Regions from separate parts of the Ovis aries genome. Here region 2 is linked to region 1. Evidence: chromatin contacts called from public Hi-C data. All regions are on one chromosome and are shown on one strand. The core of a region is the stretch at or near the end of the contact, and the rest is flanking DNA. Distances in the headings are between cores, read along the strand shown. Region 1 has its middle 41 kb from the start of SEMA4F. Region 2 overlaps HK2 (hexokinase 2).

Evidence for each region. A called contact is a pair of places that touch in the nucleus more often than the background predicts.
Region 2: a contact with region 1 is called in a Hi-C map of blood, with 5 times the contacts expected there. The contact joins two enhancer-like sites. A contact is called at or near these places in 14 of 16 Hi-C or Micro-C datasets (blood, hypothalamus, liver and 7 more).

Annotation. Positions count from the first base shown.
Region 1 is chr3:96,528,462-96,534,983 of ARS-UI_Ramb_v3.0, forward strand. No RefSeq gene overlaps it. Among named protein-coding and RNA genes, the nearest start is that of SEMA4F, 41 kb to the left of the region's middle. Within about 2 kb of position 1,635, at least 4 of the 54 cell types and tissues checked have an H3K27ac peak or open chromatin away from gene starts, as enhancers often do.
Region 2 is chr3:96,707,904-96,714,372 of ARS-UI_Ramb_v3.0, forward strand. It overlaps HK2 (hexokinase 2), which reads left to right. Exons shown (of 17, transcript XM_060413925.1): 3 at 1,544-1,692. Among named protein-coding and RNA genes, the nearest start is that of HK2, 42 kb to the left of the region's middle. Within about 2 kb of position 5,023, at least 3 of the 54 cell types and tissues checked have an H3K27ac peak or open chromatin away from gene starts, as enhancers often do.

The sequences.
Region 1 (6,522 bases), core at 385-2,884:
CAATATTGTGATGGTTTCAGGTGGACAGCAAAGGGACTCAGCCATACGTGTACATGTATCTATTCTCCCCTAAACTTCCCTCCCATCCAGGCTGCCACATAACATCGAGTAGAATTCCCTGTGTTACATAGTAAGATCTTGTTGGTTATCCATTTTAAATATAGCAGAGTGTATATGGTCAAAAATTATTTTTAAAGAAAAAAAAGGAAATTGTGGTGTTGGGTTCTTTGGGCATCTCAGTGAGTTATTTGTCTACACTAGCATTAGACAGTTGGCTAGGTGGGACAGCGGAGCCACCGCCTCTGTAGCGGGCGCAGACCCCACCCAGAGCTAGGCCCTCTTCCTGACTCTCCTGCAGGGCATCTCCCTAGCATAGTCCTCTGTCCCGCCTGCAGCTCCCAAAGCTTCCAGATACACTGCACTCCCTTGTTCAGCTCCTGCTCCCTCATTCCCACAACCCTTGAGAGAAGCAATTCCAAATGAATGAACAGAACAGAACTGGACTTTGTTATGTAGAGGGCAATTACCTGAGAAACAGGATGCTATATTAAATTTTTATGATTCATCTTTTACATGACCGAACTGCTTCCTAGAAAGGGCTTCCCTGGTGGTTCAGACAGTTAAGAATCTGCCTGCAATGCGAGAGAGCTGGGTTCTATCCCTGGGTTGGGAGGATCCCCTGGAGAAGGGAATGGCTACTCCAGTATTCTTGCCTGGAGAATCCCATGGACAGAGGAGTCTGGCGGGCTATAGTCCATGGTGTTGCTAAGAGCTGGACACATGTGAGCGACTAACACACACAGAAGGATTAATCCAGGTTAAAGTGAAAATTTAAAAGCCTCTGAATAAAGCTTGAGAGAGGAGCATAGGGGCATGGACAATTGACAAATTAATCCAAGAGTGAGGAATATGACTTGTTAGATCTGGAATTCTCTGGAAAATGGTGCTAAACACACTCAGGTATCTTAAAATTGTCTGAAGAAGCAAAAGGGCACAGGAGGTGGCAATCATAAAAAAACAGGGCATGATCCAGGAAAGGATTTTATTTATAGAAGTGTGAGGCTGGGAGGACAGAGAGCAGACAGGGCCAGCCCCGCTTGTGTTTCAGCAGAGGAAATTCAGGGTGCCCAGAGGTCCAGCCAGGATCAAATCTGATCTTCGGTTGCTCAGTCCAGTACTCTTTGTCCTTCTGGAATGCATTCTAGAGGGGATTTTTTTTGGTCTTGTATTCATTTCTATTTTGCACAGTTAAAATGTCCACATGATTTAGAAACAAAAACATTATGAAAAGATGTACATTGCAAGGATTCCCTCCCACCACTTTTATTAATTTCCTATGCATCCTTCTAGTGTCTCTTTGTGGAAATACAAGCAAATCTAAAAATATTAAGATTCTTATTTCTTACTCTTTCTAACACAATGTATCAAGGAGATCTTTGCATATCAATGCATATAAAGCTTTCTTGTCTAAGCTATTTCACTGTAAGAATGAATGATAGTGTATTTAACTAGTTCCTTTTTATGGACCTTGGGTTATTTCCAATCTTTTGCTTTTGCAACCTGTGCTGCCATAAATATCCCTGTACACATGTCATCTTGTAGGAGTGTAGGTGTGTCTCTAGAAGAAATTCCCAGAAGTGGATTTATGAGGTCAAAGGACAACTGCAAGTATAGTTTTGATAAACTGTGAGACTGCCTTCCATAGGAACTGTACCCGCTTTGCATTCCATTTAGCAGAGTAGAAACATGCTTTCTTCCCCCACAGAGTTGATCTTTGCTAGTGATCTGTCTTCCCAAGTTATATTCTGCTTGAACTAATGTGCGATTTTATTTCATCTTTTGAGTAAATACCATTGATATCATCCCGAGGCATGTTGGATAATGTGGGGAACCAGCTTAGACTTAAAAACTTGGCACAGCTAACACATAATACATAGTTCCACAAGTTCTTGCAAAAATTAGCTCTTTCCTGCACTTCTCTTTGAGAGGCTCTTGCTTGGAATAACCTTGGGTATTGGGTAATCAGGTAGGCAATTCTTAAAGTGATCTCGTGGGATGTGAGGAGTAATTATAATTTCCACTTGACAGATGAAGAAACCGAAGCACAAAAGAGTGAGACAGCACTCTTTGATTGCCTGCTCCTCTCTTAGGGTAGGGGGCTCAGATGTAAGACTAGGGGTTTCAGTTTGAGATGGGGGCCTTTTGAGCTGGGGCTGCCTCCTGCTGAGGAGATGCAGGTCATGCAGAGGGAGCAGAGAGTAGCACTGAAGGATGGTTCTAGGCTCCAGGCTTAAAAGAGTAGACTCTTTAATTCAAGTGTTCTATGGCAGCCTGGTTTGCTTGCATCAATGTTTCTATGGACCAGGGACTGGGCCTTCTCCACCTTCATACCTGGTACTTCTAGAATTTGCAGGGCTCGGGACAAGAGTACAAAAGGAAGATGCCAGCTTCCAGCTCTCCCTTTCCAAACCTAGCCATGGCCCCATCCCTGTTTCTCCAGGAGCCCCGTGCACTGGCCTCATCCACCTCCTTAGGCCTAGAATTTCACACACAGGCAGTAAGATCCACCATACAGACCCAAGGAAAGGGCCTGTCCAGACCTGGAAGCAGGCTTAGGGCTGCGTGGATATGGAATCCCAACATCTCAGGTACTTGGAAGATGGTCTAGAGGGAAGTTAAGACTCCAGGTGAGCACACCCCTTTGGGCCCATAGGCTTCTCGTCAGAGCAGGACCCTCTAAAATACAGGGCCTATGGATAGTACTATGGGAAAGAGTTCCATCAAATTATCAATCTGCAGGCAACAGTGAGAGATAGAAAATTCAGGTATGAACAAGCCAGACGGGAGTCAGTGAAATATATTCTTAGTAAAAAGGGTTTGAAGACGCAGAAGAGAGGCAGAGGTCGGAGAAGCCCAGGAAGCAGGAAGACACAAGTGCAACACGTGTTCTGGAATGGGACGGTTGGGATGGGCAGGGAGGGAGCTGCCTCGAGCTGGAGCATCTTGTCACAGGAAGGTACAAAGCACTGACTGTAGGTGGGAACCAGTCTTTTTCAGACCGTAATTCCAGTCTTCTGTCCTCTACTCAGAAGGCAGAGGTGTCTGTAGACTCGGGCAAAAGTCCTTTCCAGCCTGGTTGTCAAGCCACCGTGTTCTGCCCAGATTCAGAGGCTTTTGCTTCAAGCAATACGTGGTTGGGTTTGTTGAAGCACAACTTTAACTCAAGGATCCCTTTGCGATATCAGTTCAGTTCAGGCACTCAGCCGTGTCCGACTCTTTGCGACCCCATGAACCGCAGCACGCCAGGCCTCCCTTTCCATCACCAACCCACAGAGTCCTCTGCAATGTGGGTAATGCAAAAACTGTCAGCTGAGCGGTTCCATAAAAATATAACTAAGCACAAAATCATGCCACGGTGAGTTTTCTTTGACTATCAGTCCTTCCCTCCTTGAGAGTTTATCCAGATTATTTTGTCCTTTCAGCTATCCTAAAGTGTTCCTATTATTTCCATTTCAGGTGATTCCAGCCAGCAAGTCAAGGCCTAACTGGCGCCAGTGTCAATATTATCAGGTTTTCACTGCGTTTGCTCAAGTCTTCATAAGCTCAGTTTCACTTTCTCAGAAAGTTATTGACTCCTGGAGTTAGAAGGAATTTAAATCTTGGTGTTTAAATGTTCTCAGTAACCAAGGTCTCACAATCTTGTATGGTAGTGAAGTCCACATCTGAGTCACTGACGTCCAAAGGGTCTTCTTTAGGTTTGGCTGAAATCTAAATTCTCCAATTTTCCAATCACTAGTTTGAATCTGACCCCTTGGGGTCGATACAGAAAAGCTTCAGTTCCTTTACCAGTTGACCACTATGCCCCAGTTTACCACTGTAATCTATCTGAATCACCTCTGTGGATTAGACACCTTTAGTATCTTCAACTATCTTCCATATGATACAGTTTTAGGGACTATTCCCTAAATCCACATGCTAGATTTGCAATGCTTCAGAGGCGCCCCAAGTGAAGGTGTTGTGGAGGCAGTTGGATGGGATAATCTGATATTCAAGAGAAAGAACTAAGATAATGGATATAAATTGGAGAATCATTAGCTTGTGTAGGGCATGATTGAAACTTTGAGCATAGATTAGGTCGCCCTGGGGGGCCGTGAGTTAAGGAAAGAATGGATTGTTCAAGGCTGGGTGGAGGAGAGAAGAACACACAAAGAACACGGAGAAGGCGCGGTTGGAGAGGCAGGAGAATGACCAGGGAGAGTGTTAGAAACCCAGGGAGGAGGGAATTTAAAGTAGGGGTAGCAGTGATGCCTAATGTAGCAGAGGCCCAGGCTTTTGGCTGTTGAGGGAGATGTCAGTTCCTTAGGAGAAGTGAGAGCTAGAAGAATTGAGAACGGGAGGCAAGGAAGTAGAGTCAAGTGAGTGGAGATGAATTTTTGAGATGCTAGGCTGGGAGGGAAAGTGGAGCCCTAAGGAAGGGGAAGCCTGGGGAGATCTATACACCTTTAGAGTGGGAGAGACCTGAGCTTGTGTCAGTTCTGTGGGAAAGGGCTGAGACAGAGGGAGAGACGGAAGAGAAGTGGTGGGTGGGGAGATAGAAGATGGTTGATGGAACGATGGTCCCGAGGAAGACTGGGGGGGATAGTGAAGGACATGAGGAGGGATCCTTTATGGATTGGAATGGGCGCCTCATTCACAAAGACGGAAAAAAGACAGCGTGGGTGGGTTTCAAAGCAGATGAATTGGAATGTTGGGGAAGAGAGTTAGGGGCAAGATATCCAGTTTCTTCTTGACATAGACAGTATCATCAGGTACTGATGATCAAGGGGTGCAATGGTAGAGTCGGGATTTGAGAATAGTTACCAGGGTGAGGAATATATGGCCCTGCTCCTAACAAAATGATATGTCTCCTGCCGGGCCCTGAGTAGCACCGCAGCTCCTGCTGTGCCTCCACCCACCCACAAGATTGGATAACTGTGGATCCCACCATCGGCTTGAATGGGATCCCAGTTTATTACCATCACCCTCAAGGACAAATATCTGATTAAATCCTTGGTGTCCAAACTCTTTTCTTGGATGAGAAAGAACCTGGGGGGGTCAGTGGCTCTTCCAAGTGCTCTAAGAATAGGAAATAATTTACTCCTCAAGCAACTCTATGAGGCAGACAACTATTGTTATCTCCACAAGGAAACTGAAGCACAGAGAGGGTAAGTAGCTTGCTTAGTGTCATTCATTCAGCTGGGAAGTGGATGAGCAGTGTTATGATAAGAGTATCAGGTAGCTGGTTCCAGAGTCTAAGCTCTTAAGTTCCTCTAATGAGAGAGAATGAAGATAACTTCCAGAGCAAAGGAGAGAAGGAATCTAAAGAGATAAGGGTCCAAATGATTTTGAGCTCCTGGTTATAGTCCTTGAGGTCCAGGCTTTTCTGGGCTTGTTTTCTTGAGCCTTAATTCTTCAGCCATGCTTCTGATACTGTGAGATACCCTCTGTCATAATAAAAGGTGAAACTGGAGAGATTCAGCTGGAGGGCCTGAGTTGTTCTTGGGAAGCTAAGGTTTCACTAGCCCGGATATTCAGGAGTCTTTGATGAGGAGGATGTGGCATGGCCACAGGGGATTGTATAGGATTTCTGCTGTCTTGCTTGTGGGAAGAGATGAGGCTGCGTGGGTTACTGAGCCAGACTGGGCATGGGAGTGTCAGTTGCCTTAGTTTTCTCTGTCCTTGACTTGTCTTCCCTGGTGCCCTATGTTTCATCCCTTTGAGATCCTCACAGTCACCCACAGTTTGCCTGAGTTGGGACACTCTGGGTATCAGATCCTCCTGAGTTTACCTCCCTCCCCTTTCCAGCCTGGGACCAACTGCCAATTGTTTCAGCTATATTCTCATCAACAACCTCCCACTTGCTTTCCTTATGTACCTATCAGGCCATTTCCCAATTCTGAAAGCACCCTACTGTTCATTTTCTCCGCTGAGGTTTAGCTAGAGAAAATTCACAACCAGGCTGACTCCTCAGACAACAAATGGTTGTCTTACAAATAGCTGAGAAAAAATGAGAAGTGAAAGGCAAAGGAGAAAAGGAAAGATATACCCATCTGAATGCAGAGTTCCAGAGGATAGCAAGGAGAGATACGAAAGCCTTCTTAAGTGAACAATGCAAAGAAACAGAGGGAATCAATAGATTGGGAAAGACTAGAGATCTCTTCAAGAAAATTAGAGACGCCAAGGGAACATTTCATGCAAAGATGGACACAATAAAGGACAGAAACAGTTTGGACCTAACAGAAGCAGAAGATATTAAGAGGTGGCAACATACACAGAAGAACTGCACAAAAAAGGTCTTAATGACCCAGATAAACATGATGATGTTGTCACTCACCTAGAGCCAGACATCCTGGAAGGTGAAGTCAAGTGGAACTTAGGAAGCATTGTCATGAACAAAGTTAGTGGAGGTGATGGAATTCCAGCTGAGCTATTTCAAATCCTGAAAGATGATGCTGTGAAAGTGCTGCACTCAATATGTCAGCA
Region 2 (6,469 bases), core at 3,773-6,272, 180 kb after region 1:
AGTGTGTTCTGAGTTCTTGGTATTGTGCTGGCTACCTGAGGCGTGTTACTTGGTTTTCCCCTCACCTTACCACATCAGGTAGGAAGCTCCTGCTCCGGAGATGAGGCAGCTGAAGCGCAGAGGCTCAGGCATCTGCCATGTCCCCAGAGTGGCTGGAGTTGTGGTGTGGGTAATGTGGGCGCCAGAGCCGGTCTCCCCGTGCACTGTTGCCAGCAGACCAGGGTTGCGTGGAGGTAAGGCCCATGCAATCTCGGGGGCATGATGTCCACTTCAGGCGGCCCCTCTGGATGGGAGGGGAGTGTTGGTGAGTGCCCTCAAGGAGCTGGGCAGAGGTCGGCTTTCCTCAGGACCAAACACTCCTTGCTGCTGAGGGCGTGTGGGTCAGAATAAACCCTTGTTTCTCTTAGCCAGGGTGCTTCCCGGACCCTCTGATCCATTCTCCCTTACTTCAGTGGCAAGTCTCCCATCAGGAGAGGGGCTGAGTATTGACCAACATGCCAGTAAGTGAATCCCCCTCCCGGAAATAACCACGTATCCTTTCGGAAGGTGTGTGGCGGGGCACTGGCAGACTGCTGGAGCAGGCCTGGTTGAGGAGACTGCTCGGGGGACAAGTCCACCATGTCCCGGTCCTGGCCTGCCCTCTGAGCCCCAGCCCCGGCTCGGGCCTCCACGCCTCTTCAGCACTTCCATTCTGCACCGCACAATGGCGTGTGTCCCCGCAGCCCCTGTTACCATCTGGAATCCGGATGTTTCCTGTTCTGCTCTGCTAATTTCCTGGAGGGACTGGACTGTGCCTTCCCGTGACACGTGGAGCTCTTGACCCACTTGTGTCTGTGGATTCTCCCTCGCTCCCCTCTCGCCCCCGCTCTGTGGCTTGTCTGAGTGGCCAGACTCTTGTCTCATATACTCTTAGGTCAGCATTCTCTCACACTTGAGTAAGCCTGGGATTTTTTTTTTTTTTTGGCAGGGGGCACCTGCTAGACTTATTTACGAGGCCTCTTAACTTATAGTTGGCTGGATCCCATTCCACTCCCTCGTGTGACTCTCATTCCTGCCGAGGGATTTTGCCGTCACTGTGTACAAACATTAAAGACTACATTTTGTGCAAAGATCACAATTTGGCAAAAGGCCCAGGGGGGCCACAAGCTTGTAGCAGTGTATTGGGTGTCCTGGGGGCATGAAGAAGAAAACCAAGGCCTGGTCTCTTGATGTAGGACTTGATGGGCCCTGTGAGCTCAGTGGGGACTTGGGTGAAAGCCCTTGGGAAATAGTCAGCTTTTGTGAGGGGGTGGCCACCCCATCATTGGATAGGAAACTGATTCTTCATGTGTATCCTAAAAGTAATACAAGTGCTTAGCATTAAGAAAAAGAATAAGGCAATACATAAAAGTGTGTAGAAAAAAGTAAGACCCACTTTTTTCACCCACATATCATCCAGAGATGACCAGTGTTTATGGCAGGATTCTTGGGTTTTAAGTTTTGGTCTCTGTGAAACAGTTGCACCTTGTCTTTCCTGAACTAATAGTGGCCCTTCTCTCTGCAGAACATGGAGAGTTCCTGGCTCTGGACCTTGGAGGGACCAACTTCCGTGTGCTTTGGGTAAGAGTAACAGACAATGGACTCCAGAAGGTTGAGATGGAGAACCAGATCTATGCCATCCCCGAGGACATCATGCGAGGCAGTGGCACCCAGGTATGACGCCCACTGGGGCTCTGGGCCCTACAGGAGCAGACAATGCTCCTTCTCTGTGGTCTTGGAGGGAGAAGACCTTGACTCCCCTCTTTGCCGGGTGATGCCCCTCAACACCTGGAGGCTAGGTGGGGGCCTCCATCAGGAGAGGTCCCTGTGGCCAGAGAGCATGTGCACGAGACCCCAGGGTCTGGATGCGCTTTAGTGGGAGGGATTTTCACTTTCTGTCTCATCTGAGCTCTGCTTGCACGCACTGGTGAAGAGGAGTCTGGGCCAGTACACCCAGATACCTGTGGTTAGTGGTGTCATTGAATAGCAAGTCAGGAGAATACATAATTGTGGCTTGACGCTGCCACCTGTCACGGTGATTGTTCTGACCTGCCGTTGTTAGCATAGCAAAACGTGAAATGGAACATGCTTCTTAACCTTTTAGGTTATTTGCTCTCCCTCTTTTTGACATTCTAAAACAGAAGAAGTTTTACACACAGGGATGGGAGCCTGTTGGAAAAAAACCCAGCTTTGGGCTGTCTCTTCTACCTGGCGCTGCAGTGGGCTCTGTGTACTTCCACACTGGCCCCAAATCGTGCTAAGTCATCCCCACATCTCTGTGACCCCAAGTCATGTTTTGTACTCGCCACATAAAATAGAAAGAGTAGATGGAGAAGAAATGTAAGTAAAGTAAGAAGTAAGTAAGTAAGTAAGAAATGTAAGTAAGAAATCTAAGTAAGAGTCGTCTCAGTAATAGCTAGAAGAGAACAAGCAAGGACGGACTTGCCATCATGATAGTGTCCGAACGTGTGTTGAGCAGCTACTGTGTACTCAGCTATGGATCCTTGCTGGGAATCAACGTCCTGGTCTCCCCTTTCAGTTCTTCAGATCCGACTGGACCACCAAGACACACACATCGGCCCACCAGAAGTAACACATGTTTGTGTGGATTTTCTCCTTTTCTCCTCACACTAGCCCTAAGGCTGGGTGCTTCTATTCTGTCCACTTTTAGATGTGGAACTGGGCTTTGAAGGATTGAGCCCAGTTGCCATTTCAGGGGAGGGAGGGGCCAGAGGCAAGGGACAAAGCCAGATCCAAACGACCAGAGCCTGTGTTTGTCCGGCCCTAGGAGGCTCCATCTGCTTTTCAGACCCCGTGATGTGGTCTGTGGGAATGGTGCTTCCTGGAATTAGGCAGTATGGTGGTCTAGGTTCTCTACTATCTGCCCCTGCTTCCAGAGTAGAAAGCACTCCCCAAAGGGGCTAGTGCTGACTCTTCTTGGGGGCTCTCCCTCTCAACAGTTCCCTCAGTAGAGCCTTCCTACAGAGGGCACTCATTGCCGCCACAGCAGAAGTATCTGGTTGGTTGGTGGGTGATGGCCACAGGTCCAGCCATTGTTCTCTGTTTTTCGGCATCCAAGGACAATGGTATCCCCTTTCACAGACTCTGCACAAGCTTCCTTGGGATGTTCTTTCTCCTCCTACTCTAGCTGCTCTCAGTTCATGGAGAGGAATCACCAAAGACATTCCTGGATACTTGCACAGCTATAGGGATCACTCTTGAGTGCTGGCTATTCCTGCTGTGTTTATTATACCTAATATGTACTCAACAAAAGTGTGAACGGAGGAGGTGATATCTAAGCAAGGGGCCCATCTTGCATGGTCATCTCTTGAACCTTAGAGCTTGGAAGAGGTAGAAGCTTCTCCCTTCTAATGCACTGTTCTTCCCACCACAGCAGACCACCTCCTGGGAAGGGAACTTCGGATGATGAGCAGGACATGTAGGGGAGAGAGTTTTAGACCCTTTGTGTGTCCTTGGGGACGGCCCTGAGGGAAAACCTGCTTTCCTTGTTTTAATGCTGGGGTTGGGCAAGGGAGTCTCTGGGACTGTAGGATTTGAGCTCCACTGAGGTGGTCACCTGGCTCCAAAATACAGAAACAAAATGTGTTAGTCCAAAGAATCTATGAAACCCACCTGAAAGAAATTATGACTCAATTGCAATATAAATGCTTCCAGTAGATTTAAAAAAATTCTATATAAAAATGAAACAATGAAAACTAGAAAATACAGGTGCTCATTCATCCCAAGGAAGGGAAAGAATGCTATCATCGTAAAAACTGCAGAAAACTGGGATGAGCCAGTGGGATGGGATGGGGAGGGAGGTGGGAGGGGAGTTCAGGATGGGGAACACATGTACACCTGTGGCAGATTCATGTCAATGTATGGCAAAACCAGTACAATATTGTAAAGTAATTAGCCTCCAATTAAAATAAATAAATTTATATTTTAAAAAAACTGCAGAAAACACTTGGTAAAAAGATTGGAAGGAAAGTCATAGTGGCTATTTTGGTGGTAGAATTATTAGTGCTTTCCCCCCCTCTCTTTTCCTTTTCTTTTTTTCTTCCTAAGATATTATCTATCAACCTTTAATTATAGGAAAACAATGGATTTAAAGAATAAAATTTAGTTAAAACCATGACCAAATCACCATACTCAAAACTTGCAACGGTTTTTGGAGATCTGTGAACCTGGATAGTATGAGTCCTGGACAAAGTCTGTCTCATGGCCCATGAACTTCCACTTGGGAACAGTGAATTTCAGATTATAATAGCAGCCAGTTTAGATTTTTTAGTGTTTCCTGTGAGAAGGGGAGTGAGCAGATTCTCAGACCAATAACGGAAAGAAAGCCTTTCTCCCTTCATAAAATAATACCCTTTGAGCCTTTTTATGGCAGAAAAGTGTTAGCTCTTTCTCCCAGTATCTTATCCTTAGATCATCAGCTAACAGAAAAGGAGATAGTCTTACTTCAAAGGAAGCAGATGGTCTCCTCCTCCCCTCTTTTAAAGAGCTGCAGGCTCTAACCCAACACTGTCCAATAGAACTTTGCATGTGGTAGAGCTGTTCAGTACCTGCCCTATACTGTGAGGCAGCCGCTAGCTACTTGCAGGATTGAGCACTTGAAAATGACTAGTACTCTTGCCTGGAAAATCCCATGGACAGAGGAGCCTGGTGGGCTGCAGTCCACGAGGTCGCTAAGAGTCGGACCGACTGAGCAACTTCACTTTCACTTTTCCCTTTCATGCATTGGAGAAGGAAATGGCAATCCACTCCAGTGTTCTTGCCTGGAGAATCCCAGGGACGAGGGAGCCTGGTGGGCTGCCATCTGTGGGGTTGCACAGAGTTGGACACGACTGAAGCGTTTTAGCAGCAGCAGCAGCAGCAGCAGCAGTGTGATTGAGGAAGTGACTTTTTAAAAATTCTAATTAATTGAAATAGCTACAGATGGCTAGTGGCTACTGTATTGGGTAACACATTATCTAATGCCTCTTCACTTCCTCTTTCTTTTTTTTCCTGCCTACCCCTGTTGGTAGTGCAATTGGAAAGAGCAATGATCAGGGCTGGGAGAGGGGAAACCATTTCTCTTTCTTCAAACCCTCCCCCTATCTCTGATGATTGGCCTTATCTCTTTGCACAGCTTCTGTAACTTCCTTTTTTTGGGTCAAACTATTGTACTAAAGATAATTTTGATTATAGTACCAGGAAGAAGGTACTGGGAATTTGTTTAACCCTATTGTAAATTGTGTCACTGATCAGCTTGCCAACAGAACAGAACTTGCTGAATATCCATCCAGAAACCCTATTTCCACATTAAAATCCTTGATCTCTGCTCAAGGGAGTTGGCACTTAGGCACTGGGGATCCTCTTAGTGAGAGAGCCCTGTCATTACCCAGCACGTACTCTTGAGAAAGTTTTGGCTTGGAAATTGAGTGTTTCAGCATTACCTGAGGTTAATTTTACACATGCTCAGACAGAGACAGGATCCACTGGGAAGTTCAGTTAGAGCCAGTCCCCTTCTAGAAGGGGCTGGCCTTGTCTTTAGATTCTCCCACTGACTGAGCATACCCCAGACATCTGGGCGGCCAGTGCCACCTCCTCACCTACCCTGTCATCCCAAGCCTCTCAATCCCTTTGTAAATGCAAATACTTTTGGTGGTTTAGTGCAATGGTTCTCAAACCACCGCTTTAGGATTACTTTGAAGGCTCTACAACCACCTTGTGATTCAGGAGGTTTAAATCTGGACTTGATGATGATGCTGTGGACTACACTTTGGGAGTCCCTGGACTAGTGGGCTCTTCCTTGCTTCTGCCTGGAAAAGAAAAGAAACATTGTTTCCTTTTACTTCTGTTGGCTTTTAGATTTTGCCATCTGGTCAACCTGGCTCTCGGAATCTGCTCAGTCTTTTGGATTTTCGCTTACTTTTGGCACCAGATCGTTCCTAGCCTCAGCCTCTGTGTCAAAGGGGTCACCCATTTCTCTTTGAGGATTTTGAATGGGGAAAAAGGAAGCCAAGGGGCTACGGGCTTTGGGACAAATTGAAAGTGGATAATTTCTTAGGCTTACAAGTTTTCTTAGGAGCTTTGGATCCTGCTTACAATAGTTATATTGTGAGGCTGCCCATCCACAAACCTTGTTTCTTTTTCAGTGATCTTTGTGAACTCACTTAGGTTCTCATATTGAAGTTAGAAAACAAAGATAACTTCTTGGAATTGCCCCCAGAAGACTGGTTTTCTAGAATGGAGGAAAGATCTAAAAGTTACTTTTGTTAAGTTCATTTATAGAATGCCGGCAGAGAATGTCCCATCCCCTCCCCCAGTCACAAGAGACTGGGTTGCTAAAATACTTGTTGGCAGTCAGATGGGTTGCCATTTCTGGTAAGATAATCAGCTGTGCATCCTTATCAAGGGAGGTTCTGACAGAGCCACTAAAGGGTACTCTGTTGCTAGGGCTTGC